Linked DNA regions of Rattus norvegicus: region 1 is linked to region 2. A link is a contact called in public Hi-C data. All regions are on one chromosome and are shown on one strand. Each heading gives the region's core, a stretch centred on a gene start, on an enhancer-like site or on the middle of the called end of the contact. The rest is flanking DNA. Distances are from core to core; before and after follow the strand shown. Region 1 has its middle 31 kb from the start of Zbtb20. Region 2 overlaps Zbtb20 (zinc finger and BTB domain containing 20).

Region 1 (7,402 bases), core at 263-2,762, 500 kb before region 2:
GGGTTAATACTTGCACACTTCTGTTAAACGTTACTTAATTTTCTCAGGTGCAGCTGATTTTTCTGCATGGACTATTTTCTCTAAAACTTTTACTTAGGGTTTATGCATGGATTTAAATTTCCTCAGTAGCACTTTTTACAGTGAGCATCCTTCACTTCTCTTAATTTTAAGCAACGGACCCTAATGTATTCATGAAGGCAAGGCCTTGTACTTTTTTTTAATCGGGGCTAATTTTGTTTTGCCCATGGTCTGCCAGACTTCTACTTAGTCAAAGTAAACATTTGGTGCTCAAAATATTCAGTACGTGTCAGGGAAGCTTAGGCAAGTTAAATCCATACTTAAACTTACTTCGAGCCTACCAGAAGCTATTTTTCAAGTCTACAATCTATAAGATTATTTTCTGTATTAATAACTAATATTACTAATACAGTTTCTTTGTATGCTTGGTGTTTCTGACAAATCCCTTTCGTGACAAATTAAGCTCCTTAAAAAGTATTAGCTCTTATTTTGTCAGGAATTCTTTTTCTTTGTAGAGTGAAAAGCCACTCTTTTTTCCTTCTTAGTCCTTTTAAGGAATTCTTTTCAGGAATCTATCCTTGGCTTCCTGCTGGCCTCTGGCCTCACCCGCTTCCTCCTCTACCCCGCCCTTGCCTGACCAGTATTTGTTAGAATTTGGCTCTGGGGAGTACTATGCTGAGTGACAAATGGATGAAGATGAAGGTTTTATTGAAGCATCTGAACTGCATTTAATTTTCCATGTTGCTTTATTCCTTCTAGCTCCCAGGATATTGAATTTTGTGGGCTCCAGTTGGGTCGTCAGTACTTCAGGCGTTTAGTAATAAGAAACATAATCTGCTTTTTCCGGTAGGATAATAAATCCTCATTGATATTAAGGGCGGCTCTCTGCAGACGGTTTTACACGGTATTTTTCTGTAGGAACACATTCCCTGGGAGTCCTAACACTGCTCCCGCCTCTCTGTCTCCCTGGGCCGCAGGTCGCCTCCCGCCCAGCGGTCCCTCCCACCACCAGGATCCTGCTCGCTTGGACGGCCACTGCCCGTGACCGCGACACCCCTCCTCCCTGCACTGAACCCTCTCTCTACCCTCCCCCTCCCGGCGAGCCAGACAGCGGGTAACCGCCGCCTCCGCTGGGGCATCCCGGCTCCATAGGCGGCGCGCGGCAGACACCTGCTTCTCACTGGCCGCCGCCGCTGCCCCTCACCCCGCAGTCCCCGCGACAATTGGCCCCAGGACGCCGCCCGTCATCCTCTAGCCCCTCTTGGAGTCCCGCCTCTATCCTCGGGTCATTTAAGTTTATCACAAATAAATAAATAAAGGAGGAAATAGAAATGCGTAGAAAGTAAAAGCAGTCGGGAGGGGGCGGGGACGTGGATGAAAAGGAGGGTGGGGAAGTGGAGGAGTAAACAACCAAACTTGATCGTGCCTATCCTGACCAATCACTGATCACTACGGTCCGGTCTGACGGCCTCTGTCGACCAATAGTTTCCTAGCTCTTGGATCACTGAACAAGGAGAGACGTCTGGCCTCTCTACACAGGGCGCTGGTGGGCGGCAAGTGTTGAGACCGTTGACCAATAGATTGTTAAACATGTTCTGAGTGACGTTTCCGGTCACCAATCGACGCTTGAGATAGCGGATTGGGTGTCTCTAAGGCCAATCAAAGATGACAGAGATGAGGGAAGGGGCAGTTAGGGGCGGGGCGGCAGAGGGGAGGAGGAAGAGTGCATTTTGTTTATGGGCGGCAACCTCACGAGGGCTGTCCAATCGTTATTGGTCAGCTAAAACACCGAGTGGCATGCGATCCGCCCAATAGTAGCCTAAGTTAGAGGTTCGCGGCTTCAAGCGCCCAATGTGGGCCTTTTGCCGAAGAAGTAGGGGCGGGGGGAAGTTTAGGAGTTGAGGAAAGAAGATTAAAGAGCGCGAGGAGGTAACGCCAAAAACTCTAATTTGTTGTGGGGCGGGCGGGAGGGAGGGGTGTGTGCGTGCGGAGCGCGGCCGGGCGTCTGCGAGTCGCCGGGAGTCGGGGGTGGCGGGCCGCCGAGGAGGGGGCGGGGTGGGGCCGCGGCGCGAGTTCCGAGCCGCAGCCCGGGGCTTCTGCCCCGCCCCGCGCGCCCTCCCGCCGCCCCTCCTCGCGCCTGCCCGGTGGCCTCGCGCGACCCTGCGGGGAGGGTCCGCGGCTAGCCCGGGCGGGGCGTCCGGTTGCTGCCACCGCGTCTTGTCTCTCCTCCCCGCTCCTGGATTCGCGGCTTCCCAGAAGAGGAGCTGAGGGGCACCGGCCGGGGCTCCGGAGCTGTTGGCCGCGTCGGCTCCCGCCCCTCTCCCCTCCCTCCTTCAGCCCTCCCATTCGCTTTCCTCCCGCGCGGAGGACTGGCTTAGGAGAACTCGGCTGGGACATGTAGCCCCGCCTGCCGTGCTCGAACCTTAGACTGGGGGGCTTGGCAAGGGCTGAACCTTGTCCTTCTCTCTTTAGCCTTTGAGCCACTTCCGAGACATTAAAATGTTAACGCTCTTTTATACCTTGAAACATAAAACAAAACCCACCCAATCCCCAAATATTGAAGGATGGTTTTGAAGTTCAAACCTGGACCTCTTAATTGTTTTAATGCGTTTCTCTGTGTGTGGCTCTCAGGGTCCCCTTCAGCCCCTCCCCTTCCTAAGGATGCAGAAGAGGCAGGAGGCAGGAATTTCGTAAAAGTTGTATTGATAAACACACTTGCACAAGCATATGCTAGGCACACACACAGACTATAAACATTAGCGAAAAACACAATATGGCGTACAGCTACACTACCTAGCTCGGTAATCCGATGATCTCTTACTCTGAACCGGGTCAAATGAGGTCTGAAGAAGCAAGACAGTTCTCCAGCAGAAATCTGAATGGCATGGGAAGGACATTTGGAAGCCTGTGGCTGAGTACAGTCCTCAGAATCGTTGGCCAAGATTTAAGTTGAACATGTTACCTTTGTAGTCAGTGAAATTTGCCTTTACTGTTTTACACACACACACACACACACACACACACACACACACACACCACACTGTGGAATTTTCTCACTTTGGTATTTTCTGCTGATAAAATTTTTTAGAGTATACAGTGATTTCAAGTGAACAGTGTTCCAAGTTTCTGCTGCAACTTGTTGCCATTGAAAAACTTAAAACATCCAAATACCAATTTGTGGAAAATAGTGCGAGCTCTCAATTCAAGGAATCAATGGCTACTTAAAATTCTCACAGGATTTGCTTGTATTCCTGGTTTAGCTTCTTGTCTTAAGAACCTTTTCTCTATTGTGGGAATAGACCCTCTGTGCCTTTCCACAAATAAGTATGTCAAGATCTGACTACATTTTGTATTTTTGCTTTACGATTAGGTTTGACTTTACTTCTAGGAAAAGTAGATAAAACAAAGCAAGAACAAGCCACTTATTCTCGGACCCTTACTCAGTAGAATCCTAATAACTCATCAGAGCCCATACACAGGAGTCGTGGTATTCCCCCTGATCATCTGTTGAATCCTCCCAAGAAACTTGGTTTTAGAATTGTTGAAGAACCAAGATGGTTCTGTTCAGTCTCAAATGTAAAAGCCCAAGATTGGACTCCAGATTTCCTCTGAACTCCATTTGCAGAGCTTTGAGTTTGAGGACAAAGGGTGCTGAAATAAACATGTGAGGAGAAGAAAGTGGAGTTTTCTGGAAGTCTCTGAGTTAGTTGCACAGTGAGTCAGTCAGGCATTTCGGGCGTTGATTCAGGTCTTAGTGAAGTTCAAGCATTTCAGATGTGAAGATCAAGTGACAGGTATGCTGCCCACCAGGCTCCAAAGTAATAGCACCCTCTCCTGTCGACCTTCTAATGTTAATAGGTTAGATAAAGAAGCTTAAACATTATTACATCTTACCTATTTCATGAAGCGCTCTTTATATTTATCTATCTAGGTAGGCCAGCATTTTGGGGCTATCACTATAGCAAGAAAACAGACCTAGATCCTGAGTTTATTGACTAGGTGATGGAGGACCACACGAGTTAATGCAGTGATGGAGCCAAGGAGTGTTTTTGCCTGAGGGTGATGATGGGGGTGAGTGTTTAGATCTGTTAGATGCGGTGTCCTTTTCTAGTTAGGTGGGAAAGCTTTGGGACACATAGCCTACTCCTGTTTGCCTATAAGAATTTGACTCCTTGATAAAGGAAGAAGATAGAAGATCAACACCTTTTCTTTTTTTTTTTTTTTTCCGGAGGTGGGGACCTAACCCAGGGCAAGCGCTCTACCACTGAGCTAAATCCCCAACCCCCTGAGCTAAATCCTCAACCCCATCAACGCCTTTTCAAGTGAATTATTTTTGTGTCATCTGTGCAGATTTTCAGAAGACTTTCCAGACAAATTGGACTTCCAAGATAAAAGCCTAGACTGAATAACTAGGTCATTTAAAAGAGCAATAAAAGCTACAACCAAATTCTTGTAAATGATTTATAACGTAAATGGATGTTAAATTATTTCAGATATGGACAGGAAGTTTTATTTTCTGAACTGATCATGGTTTGCTTACATGGATGGTAATGTCATGAGCTTGTGGAAGGCAGTTCTGGATACTTGAGATGATCACTTCTTGGCCTTTTGGCTAAGATCAAGTGTGGATACTTGGGATGACACAGTGAAGCAAAGGGGAATTGTTGGTTTCTGTGGAGCTTGCCTCATTTGGCAGTATACTTTGTCTACTCCACATTACTAAGAGATTTCTTTTAAAAAATGAAATTAAAAAAGATCTAGCAGCTTTCTTGTTTTACAAACTCGAGTTTTAAAGAAGTTATCAAATTTGATGGTTATATTTGTGATTGCCAAACAATCTGAAAAAACTCAGTTTATTTATATTATTTGTATGCTTTGTTTTTGTGAAATGTTTTTGTAAAATTTCAGAAAAATCTTTGACACATAGGGGCTTTAAATTCTTATTTTTTATCATATGTTTGGAATAAACAAAATGTTTTGTAGTAAAATCTGGTGTATTCACATTAACTGTAAAATTTCTATATAGCATGGTCTTATTAGCAAAAATGATTAAAAAAAAAACCCCACTAGCTCACTAACATACATGCTAAGTTTTTGCTTAGGATTTACTTTAGGAATATATCTGAAAAAATCAAGTATCTCAAATTTTCCCAGTTTTAGTTTTAGAAGATAGGATGAAAATTGTAACTAACTTACAAGTGACATTAAAGAGGTAGAGAGAAGCCTGGAAAATAAATAAATAAATAAATAAGCAAGCTTTGTTTTTAGCCCATTCTTTTCAAGCTCTAAAATCACTTGATTGACACTTTTCTGGTTTAATAAACCTTTATGATACAAGAATACTATAGAAAAAATTTTAGCTTTATTTTAGCCATTTTGTCTATAAGTAAAGAAAAACCCTAGGTTTTAACAGAAGGAAACTTGGTGTCTGGTTCAGTGCATATGTGATTGAATTTTAAGTGTGTGACTTCAGGTAGCGAGACTTTTCTAGAAGTTGGTTGATAGCCACCAAATGACAAGTTGTGATTTTCATTATTTTTTGTGGTCAGTTATGAGTCTTTTTTTTCGATATATAAATTTACTCCTTACATGAGATAATTTTTATTATACAGAGCCCACTCCTTCTCTGCTGTTGAGGGTTTGGCTTTTTAGGCTTACCTTAACTGTATAAGTTAATATATAAAATAATCAACCTTTTCCAAAAAAGGGATATACTGCATTTGGAGCACCTTGTGGTTCATATACAGAGACCCCTGCATAGGAAGGCTCAAATCAGAAGATGGAAAAAAAGAGACTTTTAATCTACTAGAATAGCTTCAACTGATTTTTCTTGTAGAAGAACAGTTAGAACAATGTTTAAAGCTAAGTTTTCCTATTTCTAGTAAGAGTGGTTGATCAACGTATGTTCATTAGTATGTATTTACAGATGAACAATTTAAGGTAAATACATCTTTTAGTGCTAGATTAAACCCAGTCTTGCCCTGTGGTCCTTGACATGGAATGTTTTCAATGTTACTAAGTGATTTTGTTTGACACAATTTGTTAGTTACCAGAACTTTCTTGTGAGCAACATAGAAACACAAGCTAATTAAATCTTTGTAAATTTTATAATACTTTGGGCTAAGATGTTATTTTGGAAGTTTTAAAAGCATGATTCCCAAGCAGTGAGTAAGATGAATGAAAACTGAAATGGGTAGCTCACAGCTACAGTCCGCATAAGGTATTTGATTGTCAAAGTGAGACGGCCTTAGTGCAAAAGATAAAATCTTGACATGTGTCAAGTTTTTATAGAAATAAATGAAGCATGACTAATTGTATTAGATTTCTTACTTGTAAGGTATGTCTAAGCGTGTGTACAGTGCATTTAAAGTCAAAATTTGGGGTGTTATTGGCTAGACGTAGTCATTTCTTTGCCAGAGATACTAGGCTGCGTGAGGGCTAACCATCTGTCAAGCAATAGAGACAAAGAAAGGTTTTAATATACAGTGGAAAGATCTCTACAAACTTGTTTTGAATTGTATTGTCACTTTGTTTTGGCCTTCATACTCTGTGTTGAATATGTACTGGGTCAGTCACCCCATTTTGTTTTATGAACAAACCACTCAAGGCCAGATAAGGTTATTGTCACAGCTGATGAGCTCTAAAGGCAAGATAAAATATGTTTTGATTTTGCTTTCACGTAATGATCAAAAACTCACAAGTGGGTTGGCCACCCACTAGCAATTATTCAAATGGTTTCAAACATGCTTATTCTCACCCACCCAATCTCAATTTTGGGTGTTTTATTTATTTATTTATTTATTTAGCTTTATATATTCAAGCTTTATATTTTAGCCCATTCCTGAGCTGTTTGGAAGGAAAAAAAAAAGTAGCACTAGGAATCCAGATTGCCTGTTTTAGGTACAATATGGTGTGATGTGAAATTGAAACAGCAGATTGGTGAGAAACTTGAGTTTCAAACAAATATAAACTAGTTTGTTTAGTGAAGTCATACACAAAACAGTCTCTATTGACAGGGCAACATTATTATTTTCTTTTACAGTAATTCCTACATTTATTTTGAGGTCACCTTGGTTCTTTGGGTCAGCAGTCTATTTCCAATATATCATGCAAGGAAGCGATGTCTTAATATTGCTGATTATAATAATATACTGAGATATGGCAGGCCAAGGAATTATTTATAGCAGTGCTAATTATATCAATAAAAATAGCAATATTAATACTGTGTCAAAATCCATTCTTGACAGTATGAAGTAAACAGAACTATAGTCAAACAAAGCAGCCAGCTTGTCTTTATTGTCAGCTCATGAATATGTACGTCAGGAAAAATATACACACAGTGTAGAGTTGAGTATACTGACTTAATCTCTTCAGTTGTTTTTGA
Region 2 (6,816 bases), core at 1,542-4,041:
TTTTCCTGAATTTTTTTTTAGGCCTCTGATTACTGGACACTGTCAGGCTCCAGTATATTTTGGTAACATAAATTCCCCAATCAAGGGGAATTTCACATAATAGATCATCAGCATCCCGTGTTCACCTTATAACCGTGAACATCCCATATACCAGCAAGCTCTCCAAACCAGCTTGCTAAGCAATACACTCAACTGATCTGCTGTAGTATTTCTTCTGGATCTACTCAATCTGGTGGGACAGCAATGGCAGAACTTCTCTGACTCACAAAGGTGATAAAACGATCTAAGAATGCTAGTGATAAAAGTAGTGTATGATACACTCATCATCAGACAGGCATAGCTATGACAAAAATAGACAAACACCAACTCAGCCTTTGTAAGACTCCAGTTAGGATGATACGGTCACCCCCCTACACACACACACACACACACACACACACACACACACACACACACCTTTGAAAGAGAGGGAAAGAGACTAGGAAATTCATTGGCCATGCAGTAGGACACTGGACATGATATGCTCTGGGATAGAAGCTACTTAACCTGCCTTGCATATTTCCTTAACATACACAAACGTGTGCATCTGAGGGATGAAAGCTTGGAACGCGTTCTCGCAGCTCCTCTTTGAACTTCCTTAAAGTTCTTCATTAGTGTTTCTCTACTCCGATGTCTCATTCACTTCCTATACCACACAGCTCCAAACCCCCACCTTTCCCATCATGTCGAGAATTGCCAGTCTCCAGCACAGTAGCCTCATCTAGATATGGTATCTTTCAGTCTGTTTTACGTAGTTTTTATCAGTTGATTTACACCATAGCTTGCCTGTCCATCACTGATTTATTTTAACTTAGATTTTACCCCTCCTTTCATTTTGGCTTACCTCTAGCTGTATTGCAGTGTACACTAAGGAGGGCTTCAGAATCCTGGTGGTCACTGTCTAACAGAGTCTTACACACTATATGTGTTGTGTAGAACTAACTACAAACACAACGCTATGGTCCCTGGGTGTAGCAGGGAACCTGCTGCGTCTTTTCGCCCTGAGCTCTTTTCTGCTGTCAGACTCAGTATAGGGAGTGCTTCTTTCTACGTTAATGCTTTTTGTGCAGCTTACATAAGGACACAGTCAGCCCAGACATCCATCCTTGATGTATCAGTTACTCTGTCAGTTATATTACTTTATGGAGTACATTACTTCTCTCTGTAACTGCTCTGCTTGCTTTTTGTTTTGCTATTTAGCAATTGGGAAAACATCAGAATACCAAAACAATATAGTATGGGAGTAGCTGTTTTTACTTGAACCTATAGCACATGGAATAAATAGGTGCTCGTGTAGTAATAGTAACCAGCATGCTTTAGCCTTCAGAATCTGTTTTGTTCTTCCGATGATGTTGCCGTTCTTCCTGCCGTTTGTGTTGTTTACCCCCAGCTAATGAGGATCTTTCATTGTGGCCTGCAGTATCCTGCATATAACACAGTGGAGTCCTGCCACCTAGGTCTGCTTTCTGCTTCATTTTGCTCCTGACCTGCCCCCCCCCACCCCCAACACACACACACACACACACACACACACACACACACACACACACACACACACATCCCAATGCTATTCCAGGCCTGGCCTCTCATGACCAGGGACTGCTGACTCATCCTGGCCTGTGCCAAGCTGTGCAGTCGCTTAGTGATGTGGACAGGAGTCGAAGGACTAGAATGAGCTCACTGAACTCATTCCACTTGTTGCTTACGGTACAGTCCAGCATGAGCTGGAAATGTAGGAACCTCAGCCTCCGAGCAGAAAGAGTAAGTAGATTAAACACAACCCCATCGTCAAGTCCTCATCAAGCAGGGGACGGTGGTGGGTGGGGGCTTGCTTTTCATGGCTCTTGGCCGTGGCTAGGGCATTCTGGGTCATCAGGACTTTCCCTTTGTCCTCTTTTCTTCCTCTCCTCCACAGTTGCACCCTCCCCCCCCTCCCTGAACTTCCCTTCTGAAAATGTCCGGATGGTAGAGCAATGATCTGGGCAGAAATGAAATTTTGTTAATAAGCAGCCTCCGCACGAAACCCTGGAACACAGACTGTGAAACTGCTTAGAGTAGCCTGAGTACTGGGAACTCACATGAACTTCCCAAGGGCATGAGAGAAGCTTCCCCACCTTCCTTCTTGAGTCTTTTTCTTTCTGTTTTAAGAGAGGTAGTTTCAGGAGTCATGGCTGCATTCTGGTGTGGTGCAGAGTTTTCCGTCAGGAGACAATAATGTGCATTCCTCTGGCAGGATGGATAGGGTTTGGTTTTTTTTTTTTTTTTTTTTGGTGTGTGTTTCTCTTGCTGTTGTTTATTTATAAGACATTTCCTCTCAGTTAGTGGAAGTTAGATCGTAAGAGGCTCCAGTGATTTTCCTTCCACCTCCCCTCCCTAATTTCTGTGCTTCAGCACTCTGGAACACTGTGAACTCAACAGACTAATCAGAGCAGGGAGCTTAGCAGCCAGGCCTGGACACTCTCAAGAGACTGTGTGACTCTCAGCCGTCACTCCCTGGATCAGGAACCACAGTCCTGGTGAGTGGTGGCTTCCAGAATTTGATGTATCAAGGATTCTATTCTTGGTGTCTCTGAGGCAGGCAGGAAATAAAGGGTATTTTAAAAGGGGAGAAAAAAAAACATTTAAAAAAGCCTGCCAAACAATCAGAGTGGTGAGGATTTTTAGTGTGTATCGCTGAGCGCACTCTGGACAAGGGCAGAGCCTTGAGGCTCTGCTTCGAAGCAGCCTGCAGGCATAGGTTTTGCTGCTGCCACAGAGGGCTGTCAGCCTTGACATGCCTAGCAAACATGCTTGTGGGAGGAGGAAGGTAGGTGAGTGACTGGGGCAGGGAGGAAGAGCTCAGGGTGGTGGGAGGGGGAAGTGAAAGTGGGAATAATTATTCAGCTGAAGTTTCTTTCCCTCTGCTAACTTTTGATGCATTTCTGTTCTGAGCAGTTGTGCCATGCATACGGCGAGCTAAGCCAGTTGAAACTGTAGTAGATGAGACACATAAATGTAGTGAGGACTCTTCCTTTACAGATCCCTCCTGAGGGCTGCTCTGACTTCAGGAAAACCGTGTGTGTCACACCCTATTCTTTATTCTGTACTCATGGAACTGAGCAGAAGAATGCAGTGAGACGCCTTATATGGCTCCAGGGAAATTCATCATCTTGACAAAGGAAACTGATGATTGTCTCCACAATATTAAACCCAAATATAGTGTTGTCCTCAATATAAGAGGAGACTGATTGAGTGGGCTCCGGAAAGTTGTCAAAGGAATGGAATGGGGTGGGGGTGGGGTTGCAGCCTGATCCGTCATAGCCAGCAGGGACCTTCCGGGTTGTTCTTGCTATGCGCACCCTCCCTGGAAGTGAAATGTCAGGTGGGTGGGCTTGTCTGCTGCCGTCAGGCCACTACTTTGTAGCTGTTCTAGACATGCTCCATCTTACCTTGCCTTCTCACCTTTCTAATGTCAAGTATTCAGCATGTTCTAAGATATTAAAGGAAAAAAAGAGAAAAAACAACAACAACAACAAACAAACAAACATGGTGGCCATAAAATTATTTGGCTGTGTGGCATCTTCTGAAGTGAATTGCTCTTTGGAGAGGGGAAAGAGTCTTTGATGTTCCCAATATGGTTCTCATAGGCTAAAACTTCCCAGAACCACAACCCAGCCTAAGGGGCACTTACTCAATATCCTTAAATATTTGGGAAGAAATGCTATGTTATTGTCTTAGCTGTCTTTGCTATTAACACATTGCCAGTAGATTTCTTCTAGGGCAGAGATGCTTTAGTAATAGCTGATTTAACAGATGTGTGTCCTGGGTGTCTGTTTGTGTGTTCACCTTTGTTCAAACTGGCACAGTGATTCAGTGTATAACATTGACACTTAGCTCTGGAATTTTGTCTGCCGTGTTGGGCGATTTGGATTCTTAACCACAGAACTCCTGCATACTCATATGTCCCAACTGCCCTCAGACACTGTGTACTGCTACTGTCACATTAGGGTTTGTCAGTGACCTCTAGAGCAAACTTGACTTTGTCACACAACTTTTATAGTTTCCAAGGTTCATCAAATTTGTTAGCTCTCAGTGTGAAAGAAAGCTGCTTCAGTAAGTTAGGGCCAGGCTGTTGTATAGGCTATATTTATGTTAGCCCATGTTAGTAATTAATGGACTATCCATATTGATTACATTATGGGGTATTTTTATTTATTTTGTTATTTTCTAAAAAGCATAACAATCCAATTGTGTTATGAACTTCCAAACATGGCTTAAGAAATGTCGGAGCTCAATGGCCATACAGATCTACATGGGAGTCTATGGCTCTCTCTGCTAACACACCCAACCACACAGACTGAGAGAGAAACGCAGTCTATACAGGCTACATTGAAGACAGCTGGCTCTATTAACACTTGGAAACAGTTTATTCTCAAGAACTATGACTGTACATAAAAATTTGTAAGCAACTTTAGGTGGAGAGTATAAACACACTTACCTAACATTATGCCCCAAGAAATTATATTTTACAAATCTAATCTGCCAGAGAATTTTTTCTTTTATTTGCTGAGATCTAGAGTTCTACATGGTCATTAAAAAAATGTGGTGAGCTGATGCACATAAGAAGTTAGACTTTGATTAATGTGTGTCCGCGTGCGTGAAAGAGAGAGAGAGAGAGAGAGAGAGAGAGAGAGAGAGAGAGAGAGAGAGAGATCAAAGAGAAAATGGTGTATTTTGTAAGTTGACATAGTTGCATTCATATTACCTGGTATTTTCCGTACTTATATAATAAGCCTTTATAGCATACTATATTCTGTTTTTCAGTGTTCATCTGAAAGTTTAAATTTCATTAAATTAATGAGAATTTATGTTTTAAAAATATTTTTTCTTGCAAACAAATTTTAAATGGGGTTATTTCCTATATATTATATTCATTTAATTAAGCAGTTACAACTATAGACAAAGAACTTGCCCAATAGCCAGCTTGTGTTTACCCCCATTAAGAAACTTTAACTTACTCAACTGCCATTAAGTGAGGGTAAATCACCTTAAAATAACTGGTTTACATGGAAGGTTAGTTGTAGTCTCCATCCTAGCTTGCTTTGGCTCTGTTCAGCACTGATGCCATGTGAAGGGGCTATTAAACCTTGGTTGATCTCAACCCATACTCCCAGACTGCTGAGGTAACTGCAGTCCTTTACCTAGTGCTATTCTACTTGTATCCAGAATACTGTATTAAAAGTTTACTATGTTAAAAAAAGGAAACTGTCTACCGATCTCATTCTTCCAGCCATGCTCATATCGAGGGGAGCAGTTGTTCTATTTGTGCAGAAATTTTAAGGATATTTTCTGTGATTCCCTAGGAAAACATATGTTCTATATGTTATGTTTTTGGACATATATGATTGAGTATGTTAACTTATAAATGTATGTATATATGCAAAACTATGTCCTTATATATTTAAAATATGATTCTACCTAGACTTTCTAGACATTGAATTCCACAAAATATTTTCAAACTGACCATAAGCAAAGTCAAGGTGCTATTTTACCACATTGAGAATGCAGTTCATACAGATATTTATGAACACGATCTACAAATGAGATGATCTGATAACTGGTAAGCTTAGTAATTATCCTTGATTAAACATACATATCATATTGTAAACCTAAATCCTATTATGCCTAGCTTCAAAATACTAATTGTTCTGTGTAAGAAATAGCTTAAAGTAGACAGAAATTAAATAGCTAATAATTAAAATTGAGAAATATATTTAATGAATTCATTTTGTAAGAATTAATACATATATATAAATGACCCAGTTTATTCTTTCTCATTCCTCTGCTACTCAACTGTGTATTAAATACCTTAATACTGCACTTACATATTAGTGTCAGAACATAGTTTCCCAGATATCCTTTCAAGATACCTAGTCAGTCAAGTCACGTTTTTTTTCTGATGATGGTCTGACACTGACTACAGTTATACAGACAGCAGCGATCACTTATCATATGCTGCCTTGATAAAAGGTATTATATCTTATGCTTGTGCGTTCCTTCCCTTTTCAAACAGTGTCATGTTGCCTCAATCTTAGTTGGGGAGCTGAAAGATCAATGGATAGGGAATGAATGATTATCTGTATTCATTGGCAGTGAGTATCTCTTGGTTACCACAATGGAGAGCATGTCCATGACACAATCAATAGATTTCTCTGTGTCTGTCTCTCTTTATTAGATCTTCCAAGACTGGACCTGTCCCAGGCATTAACTGGGACAGTTTCTCTAATCCCACAAAGCTTGGATCGTTTCTGATGGTTATAGAGGTCTTGAACTTACAGAAGTTCTTTCTCTTCATTTTCTAGAACTTGTGGAGGTAACCAGATACCTAACTTAGTTCACATAATCTGAACATACCATACTTCCTGTAATACTTCCTGTAATACTTCCTGTAATACTTCCTGTAATATTCCATGTTAACCAGAGCTTCTCCAGATTGGGAATATCTGCGAATAGTCAATTTGTGCTTCTTCCCTTTCTCAGAGTCCACATGTAAGGAACCAGGCTGGATAGGTGTAGAGGCACAGGCACCAGGCACAGGAGCTGTGAGTGCTGTGAACTGGGCGAGAGAGATGAGGCAGGCAGGCAGCTCTATAAAGACCAGGGGCAAGGGGACAGGCAGCCAAATCATTTGCACTGTCTTAACAAGCACTAATTAAATGCCCTGTTTGAGGTAAATAATAGCTGAAAATAGCCAAGTTCAATTGTGCTGATCAATGAGGAGAGAAATGGTAGATTCAC

What was found. A called contact is a pair of places that touch in the nucleus more often than the background predicts.
Region 1: a contact with region 2 is called in a Hi-C map of liver, with 2.5 times the contacts expected there. The contact joins two enhancer-like sites. A contact is called at or near these places in 2 of 12 Hi-C or Micro-C datasets (liver and psoas muscle).

The regions. Positions count from the first base shown.
Region 1 is chr11:71,323,926-71,331,327 of GRCr8, reverse strand. No RefSeq gene overlaps it. Among named protein-coding and RNA genes, the nearest start is that of Zbtb20, 31 kb to the right of the region's middle. Within about 2 kb of position 1,512, at least 91 of the 93 cell types and tissues checked have an H3K27ac peak or open chromatin away from gene starts, as enhancers often do. A contact at or near this core is called in liver, where this site is marked.
Region 2 is chr11:70,829,311-70,836,126 of GRCr8, reverse strand. All of the region lies in intron 5 of Zbtb20 (zinc finger and BTB domain containing 20), which reads left to right. Among named protein-coding and RNA genes, the nearest start is that of Mir568, 270 kb to the right of the region's middle. Within about 2 kb of position 2,791, at least 71 of the 93 cell types and tissues checked have an H3K27ac peak or open chromatin away from gene starts, as enhancers often do. A contact at or near this core is called in liver, where this site is marked.